5 separate regions of the Mus musculus genome follow, and regions 1, 2, 3 and 4 are each linked to region 5. The links are chromatin contacts, called in public HiChIP or PLAC-seq maps. All regions are on one chromosome and are shown on one strand. Each heading gives the region's core, a stretch centred on a gene start, on an enhancer-like site or on the middle of the called end of the contact. The rest is flanking DNA. Distances are from core to core; before and after follow the strand shown.

What was found. HiChIP or PLAC-seq counts read pairs in DNA pulled down with a chosen protein or histone mark.
Region 1: a contact with region 5 is called in an HNF4G HiChIP or PLAC-seq map of pancreatic cancer cells. The contact joins two enhancer-like sites. A contact is called at or near these places in 1 of 484 Hi-C or Micro-C datasets (bone marrow-derived macrophages), 9 of 115 datasets of contacts at active chromatin or transcription factors (bone marrow-derived macrophages, embryonic basal ganglia, embryonic forebrain and 6 more) and 2 of 9 other capture datasets (adipose tissue and embryonic stem cells).
Region 2: a contact with region 5 is called in an HNF4G HiChIP or PLAC-seq map of pancreatic cancer cells. The contact joins two enhancer-like sites. A contact is called at or near these places in 1 of 39 promoter capture datasets (cancer-associated fibroblasts), 3 of 15 datasets of contacts at CTCF or cohesin (the NIH/3T3 cell line, large pre-B cells and pro-B cells), 42 of 484 Hi-C or Micro-C datasets (the AML12 cell line, the C2C12 cell line, the MC3T3-E1 cell line and 27 more), 19 of 115 datasets of contacts at active chromatin or transcription factors (SST interneurons, VIP interneurons, bone marrow-derived macrophages and 14 more) and 4 of 9 other capture datasets (adipose tissue, embryonic stem cells, liver and 1 more).
Region 3: a FOXA1 HiChIP or PLAC-seq map of pancreatic cancer cells shows a contact between it and region 5. The contact joins two enhancer-like sites. A contact is called at or near these places in 1 of 15 datasets of contacts at CTCF or cohesin (the NIH/3T3 cell line), 3 of 484 Hi-C or Micro-C datasets (bone marrow-derived macrophages, embryonic fibroblasts and muscle stem cells), 16 of 115 datasets of contacts at active chromatin or transcription factors (the NIH/3T3 cell line, PVALB interneurons, bone marrow-derived macrophages and 13 more) and 1 of 9 other capture datasets (adipose tissue).
Region 4: a contact with region 5 is called in a FOXA1 HiChIP or PLAC-seq map of pancreatic cancer cells. The contact joins two enhancer-like sites. A contact is called at or near these places in 2 of 15 datasets of contacts at CTCF or cohesin (the NIH/3T3 cell line and large pre-B cells), 3 of 484 Hi-C or Micro-C datasets (bone marrow-derived macrophages and cortical neurons), 7 of 115 datasets of contacts at active chromatin or transcription factors (the NIH/3T3 cell line, embryonic forebrain, embryonic hindbrain and 4 more) and 2 of 9 other capture datasets (adipose tissue and liver).

What each region holds. Positions count from the first base shown.
Region 1 is chr6:89,007,543-89,010,391 of GRCm38.p6, reverse strand. No RefSeq gene overlaps it. Among named protein-coding and RNA genes, the nearest start is that of Gm36639, 15 kb to the left of the region's middle. Within about 2 kb of position 1,376, at least 136 of the 459 cell types and tissues checked have an H3K27ac peak or open chromatin away from gene starts, as enhancers often do. A contact at or near this core is called in adipose tissue, embryonic stem cells, neural tube and 1 more, where this site is marked.
Region 2 is chr6:88,983,625-88,986,421 of GRCm38.p6, reverse strand. All of the region lies in intron 1 of Gm36505 (a long non-coding RNA gene), which reads right to left. Among named protein-coding and RNA genes, the nearest start is that of Gm36505, 6.3 kb to the right of the region's middle. Within about 2 kb of position 1,386, at least 22 of the 459 cell types and tissues checked have an H3K27ac peak or open chromatin away from gene starts, as enhancers often do. A contact at or near this core is called in the C2C12 cell line, the NIH/3T3 cell line and pancreatic cancer cells, where this site is marked.
Region 3 is chr6:88,956,646-88,959,345 of GRCm38.p6, reverse strand. No RefSeq gene overlaps it. Among named protein-coding and RNA genes, the nearest start is that of Gm36409, 16 kb to the left of the region's middle. Within about 2 kb of position 1,330, at least 31 of the 459 cell types and tissues checked have an H3K27ac peak or open chromatin away from gene starts, as enhancers often do. A contact at or near this core is called in pancreatic cancer cells, where this site is marked.
Region 4 is chr6:89,067,156-89,069,855 of GRCm38.p6, reverse strand. No RefSeq gene overlaps it. Among named protein-coding and RNA genes, the nearest start is that of 4933427D06Rik, 28 kb to the left of the region's middle. Within about 2 kb of position 1,390, at least 15 of the 459 cell types and tissues checked have an H3K27ac peak or open chromatin away from gene starts, as enhancers often do. A contact at or near this core is called in pancreatic cancer cells, where this site is marked.
Region 5 is chr6:89,343,719-89,346,551 of GRCm38.p6, reverse strand. It overlaps Plxna1 (plexin A1), which reads left to right. Exons shown (of 32, transcript NM_008881.2): 4 at 2,443-2,583. Among named protein-coding and RNA genes, the nearest start is that of Gm40415, 16 kb to the left of the region's middle. Within about 2 kb of position 1,386, at least 207 of the 459 cell types and tissues checked have an H3K27ac peak or open chromatin away from gene starts, as enhancers often do. A contact at or near this core is called in the C2C12 cell line, the NIH/3T3 cell line, adipose tissue and 3 more, where this site is marked.

The sequences.
Region 1 (2,849 bases), core at 127-2,626, 340 kb after region 5:
AGGGCCAGCTGTGGCCTGTGGAGCCTCCAGGCTGGGTTTTCTAGGCAGCATGGAGCTGGATCCTCCAGGGGGTGAGGGAGGTTGGGTAGCACCCAGGTTACAAAGTGCAAACATCCTTGGTGGGAGAGGTCAGGAAGAGAGAGCAAGCACCCCACCAGAGTTCTCCCTGCTGCTGAGCCAGGAGGCTGCTAGATCTGCCTAACCCTGCAGCACAAAGTTAATTTTGGGTCTCCACAGTAAACAGGCTTCCTAAAGCCATGGTTAAAGGGCTCTGGCCGTGCAGAGCTAACTGGCATCAGGACCCTCCAGCTCACATCTGGTTCCATTGTGATTCCCATATCCAGGAAAGATGTAGGAAGAAGCACTCAGGAGCTGCTGAAGAAACTGGCCCCCTGATGCCAGAAACCTTGTTGGCAGCTTCCTCCTCCTCTCCTTTTCCCTCTCCCTCTTGCGGCTGTCTAATAAGGTCAGCTCAAGGCTTGGTGAAGGTAGATGGCAGGCAGTATTTTTCAGTCCTGATGGATTCTGGTGCTCCTGAGCCAAGTGTAAAGCTGGTTCCTCACAGGGTCCAGCCTCCAGGCCAGATGATAACCCGAGACCAGAGGCAACAGCCAAGTCTATCTGAAAGCATCTCTCCCAGGTCCCCGATGCAGCAACTGAAATTAAGACTGACACCAGGGCTGGGACCTCAAACATGGCAGGACCCTTCTCTGGAAGAGTTCAAAGTAGAAGTCCCACGCACACAACTAAAGACAACTCCAATCTGGTATGCATACGGTCTACAGTGAAGGCGAGGGAGGACTTCCTCGAGGCAACAGAGCCCCCACTGCCTCCCGAGGGAGGCCTAGTCGCCATCCAGAGCGTGAGAAACCGGGGACAATGACTCCCTCTCCTGCAAAAGAAACCCTCCTGGTCAGAGAGAACAGTAGGATGTATCAGGGAACTTTCGCCACCTAAGGAACTAGCCCGAGTCTCAGCAACTTTTGTTTGTTTGTTTGTTTGTTCTTTTGAGACAGGGCTTCTCTGGGTAACAGCCCTGGCTGCCTGAAACTAGCTTTGTAAACCAAGCTAGCCTCAAACTCACAGAGGTTGCCTGCCTCTGCCTCCCAAGTGCTGGGATGAAGGCATGAGCCACCTTGCCTGGCTTTAGCAACTTAAATCAGCACAATTCCTTGTTTTCCCTTGTTCTGTGAGTTGTCAGGTCATTCTTCTAGCTTCCTGTAGTTCGGCTGGTTCCTCTGCTGAGCCGAGGGTTCACACCCACACTATTCGCCCTGACTTCAGGCTAAAATCCCAGGTCAGGCTCCGGGGCTGCACTCTGGTGGGTGGGGACAGCTGGGCGGGGCTTCTCCAGCTTCCGGGCAGGCTGGAGCGGCAGCTGCGGTGCAGTCTCAGTCCCAGTCTCTGCAGCTGTATTGCCTCTGTCAACGGGCCGACGGGAGGATGGGAAGCCCAGGAAGAAAAATAACACACAATTTAATCTCCCCAAATCAACCCATCCTACAAAGGGAAAAATAAAACAGAGTCTCCGCCAAGGCTGACCTTCTGTTTACATTTTCCTTGGCAACTGAGAAATAATTGCGGTTCTGCAGGGCCCTCCCCTCCCCCACCCTGCCTCATCCTATTCAAGCGCGACCAGGGATGACACTGGAATCTTGAACCGCACTAAGTGGTTACTATGGTGTCAGGCTGAAATTGTGAATCCCAGAGGCTGCCACAGCAGGGAGGCGGGGAGCCAGGGCAGAGTCTCAGCCGAGGCTAGTGACTGGGGGGCCTAGCCAGTTAATAGCAGACAAACTGTGCTCGCAAAGAGTAGAGTAGGGGGTTGAAAGATACGGTGGTCAGAGCAGGTGCAGGACCAGACCCAAGTCCCAGTCACACCCCCTGAGCCTTACTCTGTCCGGGCTGCTCTTTCACCCTCCACCCTGTGCCCACCAGGATTGAATCTCTGCCCAGCCCCACAGAAGAAATCCTCAGGATTTCTTTCTTATTTCCCCACAGAAATCCAGAGCCTTGGTGCTCACCCAAGGAACCTGCAGAGGTGCTTTGGGTACCACCCTGCACTTCTCCAGCTCTGCCACAGAGAACTACAAGCCAATCCTGCCGGACTCACACTGATATGTGTCAGTGTAAGATCCCTCCACTGCCACACCCTGGTTCCATTCCCACCTCCAGACAGTGAGTGACCTTAGACCCTACTCTGACCTTGAACCTCTTCTTCTCATGCCTGTGCCTTGGGGGGAAAAATCTTCTAAAGAGCACATCAGATCTTGTCTGTAATCTTCACTGAGAGAGAGCTCTTGAGTGGTCGCGGTGCCTGCCCGGCTCTGACTTCATTTGTTCCACCAACCATATCATTCTAGCTATCCTGGCCTCTGAACTGCTCCCTGCGATGGCCGGCTTGCTCCTGCCCCAGGACCTTTGAACTGGTCATTCGTTGCTACTGTGACTCCTTCCCAAACCACCACTGAGGCCTTAGGGATTGCCTGATCACTGTTGTGGTCTTCATGCTTCAAACAGGACAAGCACAGGGACGAATGAATGAATGAATGAATTAGCCATTTCCTGGTTTCTAATCCCCATCTTCTCTGTCTCTACTATAAGGATCTAGACCATCAGAAGAGGGACTCAGAGGCTCCTAAGAAAGCCCCAGCCTATAAACATGTAGTGTTCCACCCACTCAGTGCTGGACCCATGACTCACAAACTTCCATTCACTAAGACATAACAATGGGAAAAATGAACACAGGGTTCCCAGTCTGTTTTTTGGTTTTTTGCAAGATGTCGTACAAATTCCCCACCTGGGTCTTTTCTTTCTTCCTTCCTTCCTTCCTTCCTTCCTTCCTTCCT
Region 2 (2,797 bases), core at 137-2,636, 360 kb after region 5:
AGTTGACAGCTTGATTGGGTCTCTGTGCCCACTTCAGCCCTGGCCTCTCTGGATTTGAGGTGATCTGTCACAGCAGGGGTCTGAAGCTAATGTAACTTGCCTGCCTACCCACACTCACCCATCAAACTTCTGTCCCCCATGGCAAGTCTCCTTCCTCGACTGCCCTAGGACCTTCCCAAAGCCCAGGCTGGCCATGTTCTCACCACCTTATAAGCAAGGATTCCACTCACCCAGAGCCCCTCACTGAGATTCCGGTCCCTACGGTCTGATGTCTGCTACCCTCTCTGCCCTCTGGTCTAATGAGGTCTTTCCAATGTAAAAGACGTGATCCCAGACCTCACGAACATGAGTGAAACTAAGGAGATACACTGTGCCAGGAAATCCTTGGGCTTCAGGGTGGGTTTAGGAACGCATCCAAGACTCGTTTGCCACTTTTCTCTCTGTGGTAGCTTTGTTCCCAGGAGGGCACACTCGAGCTTCAGGCTTGGGATAGCCCAGTTTTCTCACTCCTGCCAAAGAGGTTTCCAGGTAGCTCATAAAGGACACGAGCTATTGGTAACTTGCCTGTCCACCCACACTCATCCATCAAACTTCTGTCCCCCACGGCAAGTCTCCTTCCTCGACTACCCTAGAACCTTCCCAAAGCCCAGGCTGGCCATGTTCTCACCACCTTATAAGCAAGGATTCCACTCACCCAGAGCCAATAGGCCTGTGCCCAATTCTCAACCAACCACAACAGCCGGAGTGGTGTGAGCCTCTCCTGGGCTGAGACCAGGTTGTGCACCCGTTCACACACTTAGTGGGTAGTGCCAACCACAGAAAACCCGCTCAGCTGTGGAAAGAGCGTGGATACGGTGTGGGCAGAGATGACATGCAGTATACCTGAACCTCAGCCTGCCCCACGCTCCTCTAACAGACTTCCAAAACTCACTCCTTCCCTCTGTCAGCCTTTGCCTCAAGTGCCTTCTGTCCTGGCTGCCCCAGAGCTTCCCCAGAAAGCCTCCTGAAGCCCAGATCTTTCTGACAGCTACCTCCTCTCGACTCCCACAGCTGGTGCCTCTCACAGCACCCACCACACACAGCAGGGCATGTGTGAGCAGGTGACTGGCTCATGCTGGGCACCTCTTAGCCCTGTGGCCAGTGGGACGGCCACCAATACTGAGAACTGCTGCACACCAGGCTGCACCCCAGTGCCTGAGGACTTTGTGCCTACACAGCGGACACTGTTCACCCCTCCAGTCAGTGCTCAGCTAAGGAAGTGTGGTTCAGATGGCATGTACTCGGGCTGCAAAGGGCTGCAGAGCCGGGCTTTCAGCCTTGTCTAATCCAGAGAACTGGAGAGGCAGGAAATGAGTCTGCACATCCCTGGGTTGCCTGTAGCATGGAATGCTACACTCCCATCGTGACCACAGGTCCCAGTCCCAGGCTCCTGTCTGCAGGGTGTTGACTCTGAGCCATGCTACAAGGTTAATATTTCCAGGACTTGCTTTCCCCCATGGGATAGCATGCAGGTTAGCAATAATGCTTCCCAGCTGGGCATAGTGGCACATGCCTTTGGTCCCAGCATTTGTCTCTGTGAGTTCAAGACCAGCCTGATCTACAAAGTGAGTTCCAGGACAGCCAGAGCTACACAGAAAAACTCTGTCTTGGAAAATAAATAAACAAACAAAATAAAACAAACAAACAAAACAAAACAATAATAATGCCTTCCTCTGACAATTGAAATAAAAATAAATAAATAAAATCCTTCCAGCACTTAGTGCAGTGCCCACCTAAACCCAGAGGTAGAGAAGGCACCACTCTGGCCAACTGAAGATAATGGTTCCTGAAGCTTCCTTTCCCGAGCTAGTGAGGTCAGAGGGCACCTATCCCTCATGCTCAGAGCCAAGGGGAAAGGTGGGGGCGGGTGGGGAGGGGATGAGGATGGGGCTCAGTCTCAGTTCTGTTTAAACTCCATCCCAACCTCAAGCTGCAGACTTCTGATACCTGCTTTCTCTCAGGAAGAACATGCCCCCAAGAGCAGGAGAAAGCAGCTCAGCACCCCCTGGTTGCCGTGGAAACCATTGAGTGTAAATTTCATTTTCTGCCTTGCCCAGCTAAGCTATTGATTCAGAAAGAGGGAGAGAAATTGGGAGATGTTTCCCTCCCAAAGTGAAGCAGAAAGCAAAATCTGGGACATGCAGAGCAGGGGTCGAAAGCAAGCTAGAGAAAGACAGAAGTGGGCTGGACTGTGCGGAGGGTAGGGTGGACTGGAGGATCTCTTCATCCTCATCTTGCTGGCACAGGTGAGAGCCACTGTTACTTCAGCCCAACTCCAGGACAGGCTCCAGAGGGGGCTTGGCCCAGGTCTGTGCAGTGACTCCTTCCAGCTGTTTGATGCGGAGCTAGTGGGCAAAGCCTTCTCGACTTGTTTCCTAGTGTTCCTCTGCAAAAGCAGAAGACAGGTGGTTTGTCTTAGGGACATCACTCCTCTGTCTCCTGTCCTCTCTACAACGTTCTTTTTCTCCACTCTGTACTTAAATTCCCTGCAGTCATTGGTGCCTTCAGCACCCACTGGGTCAAAAGCTGTCCCCAGAAGCTGCAATGGAAAACCTCAGGTCATCCATACGGAAGAGGAAGACCTACCAGGAGAGACACGAAGCAGGTGAGGTTTTAAATTCATCGTTATGTGTATGAGTGTTTCGCCTACATGTATGTATGTGTACCTGGTGCCACAGAGGCCAGAAGAGAGTGTCAGGTCCTGTGGCACTCACAGGGTTACACAGGGTTGTGAGCTGCCCTGTGAGTGCTGGGAACA
Region 3 (2,700 bases), core at 81-2,580, 390 kb after region 5:
CCACAGGGGCCAGCCCCTTAACCCCCTCACCCTAAACTAATTGTGTCTCCTTCAAACTTCACATTCACAACATATCCTCACCTCATACTATATTTGGAGATAAAACCTATCAGGAATAAATTTCAGTTAAATGAGGTCATGAATTTGAGCGGGGATCTGATCCAACAGAATTAGTGTCTTCATAGAGACACACTCCCTCTCTTCAAGTATGCCCAAAGAAGAAATCGCACAACACACAACAAGAAGTTAGGAAGCCCTGGCTGTTCTGCCCTGACCCCAAATGCATAGCCTACAGAACAGAGAGAATGAGTCCATCTAAGGTGTCAATTTGTGGCAGCTGGTGCCAGCTATGACCCTCACATAACAGCTCTGCTTGAATCTCCGCTTTACAGAAGAGGACACAGGCTCAGGCAAGTGATGCCTGTGAGTACATCTGTAAGGGTGGAGTGAGGACAGACCAGGTCATCCCTCCACCGCCCACACTGCACACTGCATGGCTAAGTATGCATGGTTGTTCACGCCAGACCTGTCTTTTGTGGAGTCCAACAGTAATGCCAACTGTGCTTCGGATACTGCTGCTACTTAACAGCATTAACTAAGACTCAGTGTACTATTGGACAAGCCCCATTAGCTTTACACATGGATTCCTTGCTGGCCCCTCCACTGAGTCAGTCCCACTTGAAGCCTCCTGCACAACTTCAGATGGACTCTGAGTGAGACCACAATCCACTGAGGCTGGTCAAAGGCTGGACAGGACGTACCAAGCACTCTTGTCCACAGCCCATCTGTACTTCTCTAGTGGCTCCAAGACCCCAGCAGGAGTGTCCCCACAGGAAGGCAGCAGCCATCTGGCTACATGCCACAGCACATCGGTTGCCAAAGCCCATGTTGAAGAAGACCCATGTACACCCAGATCCAAGGGAGGGGAGGGCATTGGTCAGTTTTCTTCATCATTGTGGCAAAATACTTGACAGAAGCAACCTGGGAAGGAAGGTTTCTGCTGGCTCACAGGCTGAGACAGTACAGTCCTTCCTGGTGGGGAAGTCTTGTCAAAGTTCATGGTGCCCAGAGCAGGTCACGGATCGCATCACAGCAGGAAGTGGGAAGCAGAGAGTACTGAGTTAAGCACTGGAGCCAGGTCTCAAGGCCCATCCTCTCCCACCAACCCACTTTGCCAGCCACGCCCCACCTGCCAAAGGCTTTACAGCCTGTAGAGGGGGGCCACTTGCTGAAGGCTGAGTGTCCAAACACACGCCTGAAGGACACCTCTGACTCAAACAGTATCAGGAAGTTGAACCACACCTCTGTGAGGCAAGGGTGTTGTGGTCATGCGCCAGAGGACCCCATGGGAAAAAGGTATGATTAAGGCCATCTTGGGAAAGTACAGGCCACATACAGTGCTAAAACCAGATCTGACCTGCTAACGGAAATGACAAAGAAATTTCACTGTGACTTGTTTCTATTTGTGTTCCCATTAATCACCTGTCTGTTGTCATTAAGTTGTCATGCCTGCGTTACTGGCAATAATAACCTGGGGTTTGATCACATCTCACAAGGTGGTTTGCATGGGCTCAGCTTCTTCATGGGGATGAGGAGAGGGCTGACACAGCTGATATAAAACGAGCAAAACTAAGACTTCTCAACCAGCTGCCAGGGAGACCCCGAGGAGTTTCTTGAAGTCCCAGGACCAGTGTCTGCCAGAACAGCTAAAGTAGAAGGTCCCAGCGTTGAACTGTATATGACTGGAAACCCCAGAAGATGTCTTCAAGTCCCCGGAGACCTCCAGGGCTAGTGCTGACATTCTCTCTCAGAGGCATCTGCACATTGTCTCCACCTCAGGTCATGTGTCTGTGACACTGCACTATTCTCACCTGAGGGAGTGACCCTCTGCATTCCCCCACATGCCACTGAGACAAGGTGTTATACTCATGAGTGCACACCCTCCCCGCCCCAGAAGTCTCCAGCTTCTATAGGGAGTTAGTGAAACCTCTAGGAGGTAGATGGGAAGAATCAGAGCATTGGAAGTGTGTCTTGAAGGCCATATTGGGAGCCAAGTCATTTCCTGTGTCTCTTAGCTTCTCGGCCACCATGATATGACCAGTTCTGCTCCATCATGTGCTTCCACCATGATGTTAGGGCCTCAGAAACCTCTGAATGTGCGAATCAAACAAGCCATTCCCCCTGTTATTTTTTCACAGCAGTAGAAAGCTAACTAACACACAGGGTTACAGGGTAAAACAAAGTTCATTAAAAGTTCAAACAGGTAACAAAGGTCATTATATCACCCCCAACTGGATGTGACTTATGTGGCAGGGGTGGTGGTTAAGCTACCATTCTCACCACAAGGCATCTCATGACTGGTGCTATTCTCTTCCTCTGGAAGTGAGACCAAGGGAGATGTTCTTTCACATCCTTCTCTATGACCTCTCTCACTGCTGAGGCTAAACGACTGCCAAGTCCTCCTTACTAACAGTCAACGGGTCTTGTCTTCCACCTCAGTGTTTTATGCTAAGATTATCCCACCTAGGGATACCCAAACCTGTCACTTTCCAGACAAAAGAATCATTGGCTCTCACAGGAAGGTGAGTTCCATAGACAGAAGAGCTCTTAAGCTTACCCCACTGCCCACTATAGAAGGCATGCATGTGTACAAGTTGAAAAGACATCTCTTACACTCGGTGCTAGACAAGATCAAACCAG
Region 4 (2,700 bases), core at 141-2,640, 280 kb after region 5:
ACCAGAGACAAAGCAGGAGTTAATGCTAACCGGGGTCATTCCTTAGCCTCTTCTCCACAGATAACCGAGTCTTTGAGAGGCAGGCAACTACTCCCACCTTCTCCTTCTCTTCACTTCTTCCTTCTCTTTCTCCTTCCCTCCACCCACGTTGATCCTCCTCTTCCCTCTCAGCCCCCCCCCCCCTTGCTGCATTTTGCTCCCAGCAGGGCATAGGGGAAGTTTTGAGTATGTAGAGTTGTCAGACAATCCGCCTCAGCACTAGTGTCACTACCTGGGTCCTTGGGGCAGAGTGAGTGCCTGGTGCTCCTTCACTGCCCTGCACCCAGCGGTACTGGGAGGGGGCTGTCTCTTCTGTTGAGTATGGATTCTGCACTGCCTGGGTGTGTAAATTAAGGAATAATAGAGCAGCAGAAACATAAGCCTTCAATGATGGGGAATGTGTTTGTCTGCTAAGAAGCAATTTCAGCGAAAATTAACTCCATTCCAACGGGAAGAGTGAGGCTTGGCATCAGCCGGCCAATCCCCAAGGACAATGAAATTACTCCGTCAAATCTCTGCTTGCTTAAATTAACCAAGCGAGCACTCCAGGATCCTGGCTAGAGACAGCAAGTAACTAGGTTTTAATGAGCAAAAATAGCTTCTTGGATAAATGAGAAAAATAAGCCACAGCCTACCTCTACCCCACACTTGCAGGGTGTATATCTCAAGGACACTTTGCTCCAGGGCTCTGAGTGGCTATGAGAGAGCCACAAAGTTTCTATGCCAGCCAAGGCTGTGCTGTCAGGTTGAGTCCTTGGCCAATAATGTTCGGTCTACCTGTCTCCACAGACTGTGTCAGAGACACCAGTGTATGAGATAGCAGTATCCTGCACAGCAAAGTCTCTTTTGCATTTATCCTCAAAACCATGGGCTAGCTAAAACCATGGGCTAGCTAAAACCATGGGCTGGCCAAGTGGGTCCTAGAAAGATACTAATGGTCACATTCAACCTGCAGGAGGGGGACCCACACATCTTGAATCAAAGCAGCTGTGATCACCCACATAAAGCTACACACCTCTCTCTCTCTCTCTCTCTCTCTCTCTCTCTCTCTCTCTCTCTCTCTCTCAGATTATAGAAAAGCCAAACAATTCACCAGGTAGAGAATTCTCGAGTTATATAGAGAGTGTGTAGGTAGACTTGGGGTTGTGACTTGAGCTATATGGAGAGTGTGAAGGTTGACTGGAAGTTGGGAATTGTGGGTTATACAGAGAGTGGGGAGGTTGAGTGGGGGTTGGGACTCTTGAGTAGTGCTACTGCCTGTAAGTTTCTCTGGGGACTCCCTAGTGGGACAGCTTTTCATGAGTCACCCATGCGGTGAGTGGAACTCCTCCATGACAGAGATGCGAGTCACCCAGAGGAGTCTCTGGCAGTACAGATGCTTTGAGTCAATGATGCTTCTGGCAGCCAGCACTGACTCACCAAGCTGGACTTTGGTACTCATCCTTCCTTTGCTTTGTTAGAACCTGAGGCACAATGCAAGCTGGAGACACACCGGTCGCCGCTGAAGCTGCTGTCACAGGTCACTGTCTTTCTCAGGGGGGATCTCGGGTCTGCTCCTTGGGCTGTCAGCCAGTTCACCCACAGTAAGCTCCTTTATATAAAGTAGAGCAGCTGCAGATGGTAGTAGTCACACCCGCAGCATGCGCACCACCAAACATCCGTGTGATTGCATAACTGGCAAAAGGTAGGGGAAGGTGAGACCCCATTGACTGATGAGCCTTGCTGTGGGTCTCCTTACTGTCTAACCTCGTATGCTGAAAGTTTGATACCCAAGTATTAGCAGTACGTGTGTGGGGGTGAGGTCCCAGCCCTGACCACACCCACATGGATACACCAGGGTTATCTCCAGGGTTTTAAAAGAATGTTTTCATCTTGTTATTATTGTTTTATGTGTATATGTGTTTTGCCTGTTTGTTTATACAACCACATGTATGCAGTGCCTGTGGAGGCCAGAAGGGGGCATTGGATCCCTTAGAGCTGAAGTTACAGATGACCGTGAGCTGCCATATGGATGCTGGCAACCAAACCCTGATCCTCTACAAAAGCTGTCCGCGCTTTCAACTGCTAAACCCTTTCCAGCCCCTACCTTGGGATTTTACCTTCAGCTTGGGGGAAACTGGCACTAGTGTGTCACTAAGCCATGTGTCCAGGTCTGACGCTTGTCTGAGCTCCTACTGCAGATCTGCCAATGAGGGCACAGGGTTTACCCTTGGCTGCCTCATGGAGAGACTGTGTTTCTTCTTACTTGCCTTTTTTTCTTGTTTTGTACGTGTGCCAGAGACAGAACCCCAGGCTTCAAACATGCCGAGCACACACCCCAGACGCCTGACCAGCACTGGGAGACTAAGGCAGCAAGTAGGTATAAGTGTCTCCATCTGTCTGTCAGTCCTCTGCCTGCTGACACTTCCACCTATCCATCCATCCCCTTCCTTCCAGGAGCACTATGGGCTATCATGAGGACCTCCATGGTGTCACTCCCACCATGCAAAGGTGACAAAGAGGAGCTGCCCGCCCACTCTAGTTCTTTGTTATTCCCCTGGGGAGAAATAATCTAAATGCTGGACATGGTGGCTCTCACCTTTAATCCCACTGTTCAGGAAGCTGAGGCAGGAGGATCACTGTGAGTTTGAGGCCAGCCTGAGCTGCACAGTGGCACTGTTT
Region 5 (2,833 bases), core at 137-2,636:
TTTATTTTTGCTCGCCGTGGGATAGAGTCCATTATAGTAGGGGAGGTCATGGCAGCAGAAAGGCAAGTGGAGCCAGACTGTAAACCTCAGGGTCCACCCCAAGTGATGCACTTTTTAACGAGACTCCCACATCTGAAAGATTCTGCAACCTCTCTCTACAGTGGCAGCAGCTGGGAATGAAGTATTTAAACACATGAGCCTATGGCAGGCATTTCATATTCAAAACATAAACTCCATCATCACATATGTACCCAGAGACACTGTGACACTGATGTGCACAAAGGTCCTGTCAGGCCTGAGCATGGCTTGGCTCAATGCAGAGTACTGCAACACACTCATGTCTATAACCTCCCTGATGCCCACAATTCCCCTAGCTGAGGAATGGTATCCACGCTCTGCCAGTGGTCCCTCCCTGGAGTTAGCCTCTACTGGGCTGTGTCCCTAGGACCTGGTTGTGCATGTGGACCATTGCTGGGCAGGTGGATGGACAGCTGAACTCACAAGCCCCCAACTGCAGCTGTTGAGACCACCTGTCCCAGTCAATTAAGCTGGCAGGCTGGGGGCAGGGCCTCCTGAGCCTGGATGGCCTGTGATCCTTTCCTTATGGACTCTGCTCTCTGCTCTGGCCTGTCCTTTTCCTGCATACCTGGAGCTAGTGTGTCTACCCAGTCTGGGAAGGGTGGTGGCAGGCAAGATAGGGCTGGGGGTTACATGGTCATTGTGGCAGGAGGAAACTCCCCTGGTCTCTGTCCAGGGCACCCTGTATGCAAGGCTACCACCCAGGAGTGACGAGGATGGGATCTTTCTGGGATGTGGATGTGGGTGAAGCCTAGGGTGTGGGGGAGTAGAGTCATGGCTGTGGTCTTGGAGGCTTGTAAGACATTGGTCTAGAGTTCTCGGTCCCCTGCCCACTGAACAGGCTTGTTTCCTGGCACCTGTCTCAGGCAAGCTTTTCTGTCTCTGTCACCGTGGGGGGAGGTGGAAGCATGATTCATTCCCATTTCAGGAGTAGGAAAACAGATACATCTAAGCCAATTTTGGCCTAGGTGGTGTGAGTCCAGCCTTGTCTCTGGCTGCATGCTCCCCACTTAATACAGCAGTGTAAGCCAGCCTGCTATGATCTGCTCTAGCAGTCATCCAGGACCTGACTCCCTCCCCTGCTCTGGCATAGCTGGGCTAGATAGGTTTAGGTTAAGGTTAGTGTCCTTGCCAGCCCCTGGGGTATTGGGCTGCTGTGGGCCCCTTCTGTCTCAGCTAGCTGTTCCTGCTTGTCCGTCCAGAGGCCGGAGGAATAAAGTTTGGGCAACTATTAGTCCAGCCCCTTCAGGCCTCCCAGGACCTCCCCACTTACCCAGCTCTTCCGGGTCTGGTTTGACTTAAGCCTGTCTTGGTGGAGCGGCAGCTGAGCGGATGTGGGGGGTGGCCCAGGCTCTCAGGAATGTGACCCTCCCCCTCTCTCCCAGCTAGCAGTCTCTTGGCCCAGAGACACAGGCCCCACCCTGGCTGGCCCCTCGCCCAGCTCCTGACAGAGCTAGCCTATGGCAGGGTGCTGGTTTTTGCTGCCCTTGCTGCCCCCAGGTCTGCTCTGCCCCCTTACTGTGGGGTACAAAGGAGGCCAAGCTCACTCCAGCCTTGTACCCAGAAGTAGAGAGGTAGGCCAGATGGGTTAGAAGCTGGAGGTAGCTGTGCCTTAGCTGCACAGTGGGTAGAAGCAAGCTGCAGGTCCTGTGCCAGGAGACTGTGCCTGGGCCCAGCTGAGCTAGGCAGACGCGCCCCATGAGTCCCATCTTGAAAGCCCCCATGGGTCTCTCTGTTAATTAAATACATTTGTTTGGTAAAAGCAACTAAAAATACTTGCAGCACCAAGGCTGCAGGAGAGGATCAGGCTAATTAGCGCCTGGCTTGTTTGGGATCTGAACTATATTTCCGTGCTGATGAGGTCCCCTTCTCCCTGCCACTTTCTTGCTGGGGTATCCCTCATCCCAAGACACCAAGGCCAGCCTTGGCCTCTCTGTGTGTGAGCCCCTGGTCTTGTTCCTCGACTATACCGATCACAAGGTCTCCTCCTGCCCTCTTACCTCAAACTTGCTTTCTTTCACAAGCCTCATGGTGGCCCATGAAAGAGGTTCCTGCCTGCCAGGTTCCCTGCAGCTTGATGGTAGGCACTGGAGCCCACGTGTACCCTACCACTGAGTTTTGGTGTCTGGATTGGTAAAGGAACCAAGGCACACCCACCTGTCCAGTATGTCTTGTCCTATCTCTGTCTTTGGGATGACTTGGGTCAGGGACAGTGAACTGGGTCAGCCTTGACTCATTCTGAATCAGCCTGGTTCTTTGGTGGAAAGGTGCTTGTTAGAGGGCTTGGACCCTTTGCATCGGGTAAGGTGGGTCTAGGATAGTGTGTCGTGGACCTGCCTCATTGAGCACCCTTTGCTACTACAGATTCTGGTGGACCTTGCAAACCCCAGCGGCAGGCCGGCCCTGGCTTATGAAAGTGTGGTGGCTCAGGAGGGCAACCCTATCCTGCGTGACCTGGTCCTCAGCCCCAACCGCCAGTACCTCTATGCTATGACGGAGAAGCAGGTGGGTGCTGCTGGCTGATTGGCATGAGCTTTTAGGGTGACTGGGGTGGGATCCCCAGTCAGAGATCCCAGTCAAAGGAACCTGAGGAATGGCTTGCCTGGAGTCAAGAGGCTGCTTTCCCCCATGGAGGTGTCCTGTTGGCTCTAATACCTGACATGACACTCTACAGACAGATGAGTGGGCCTGCTAAGAGGTGTGGTTATGAGGGTTCCATGTTATCCATGTAGCCTCAGACTCCCCAGGGCCTCAT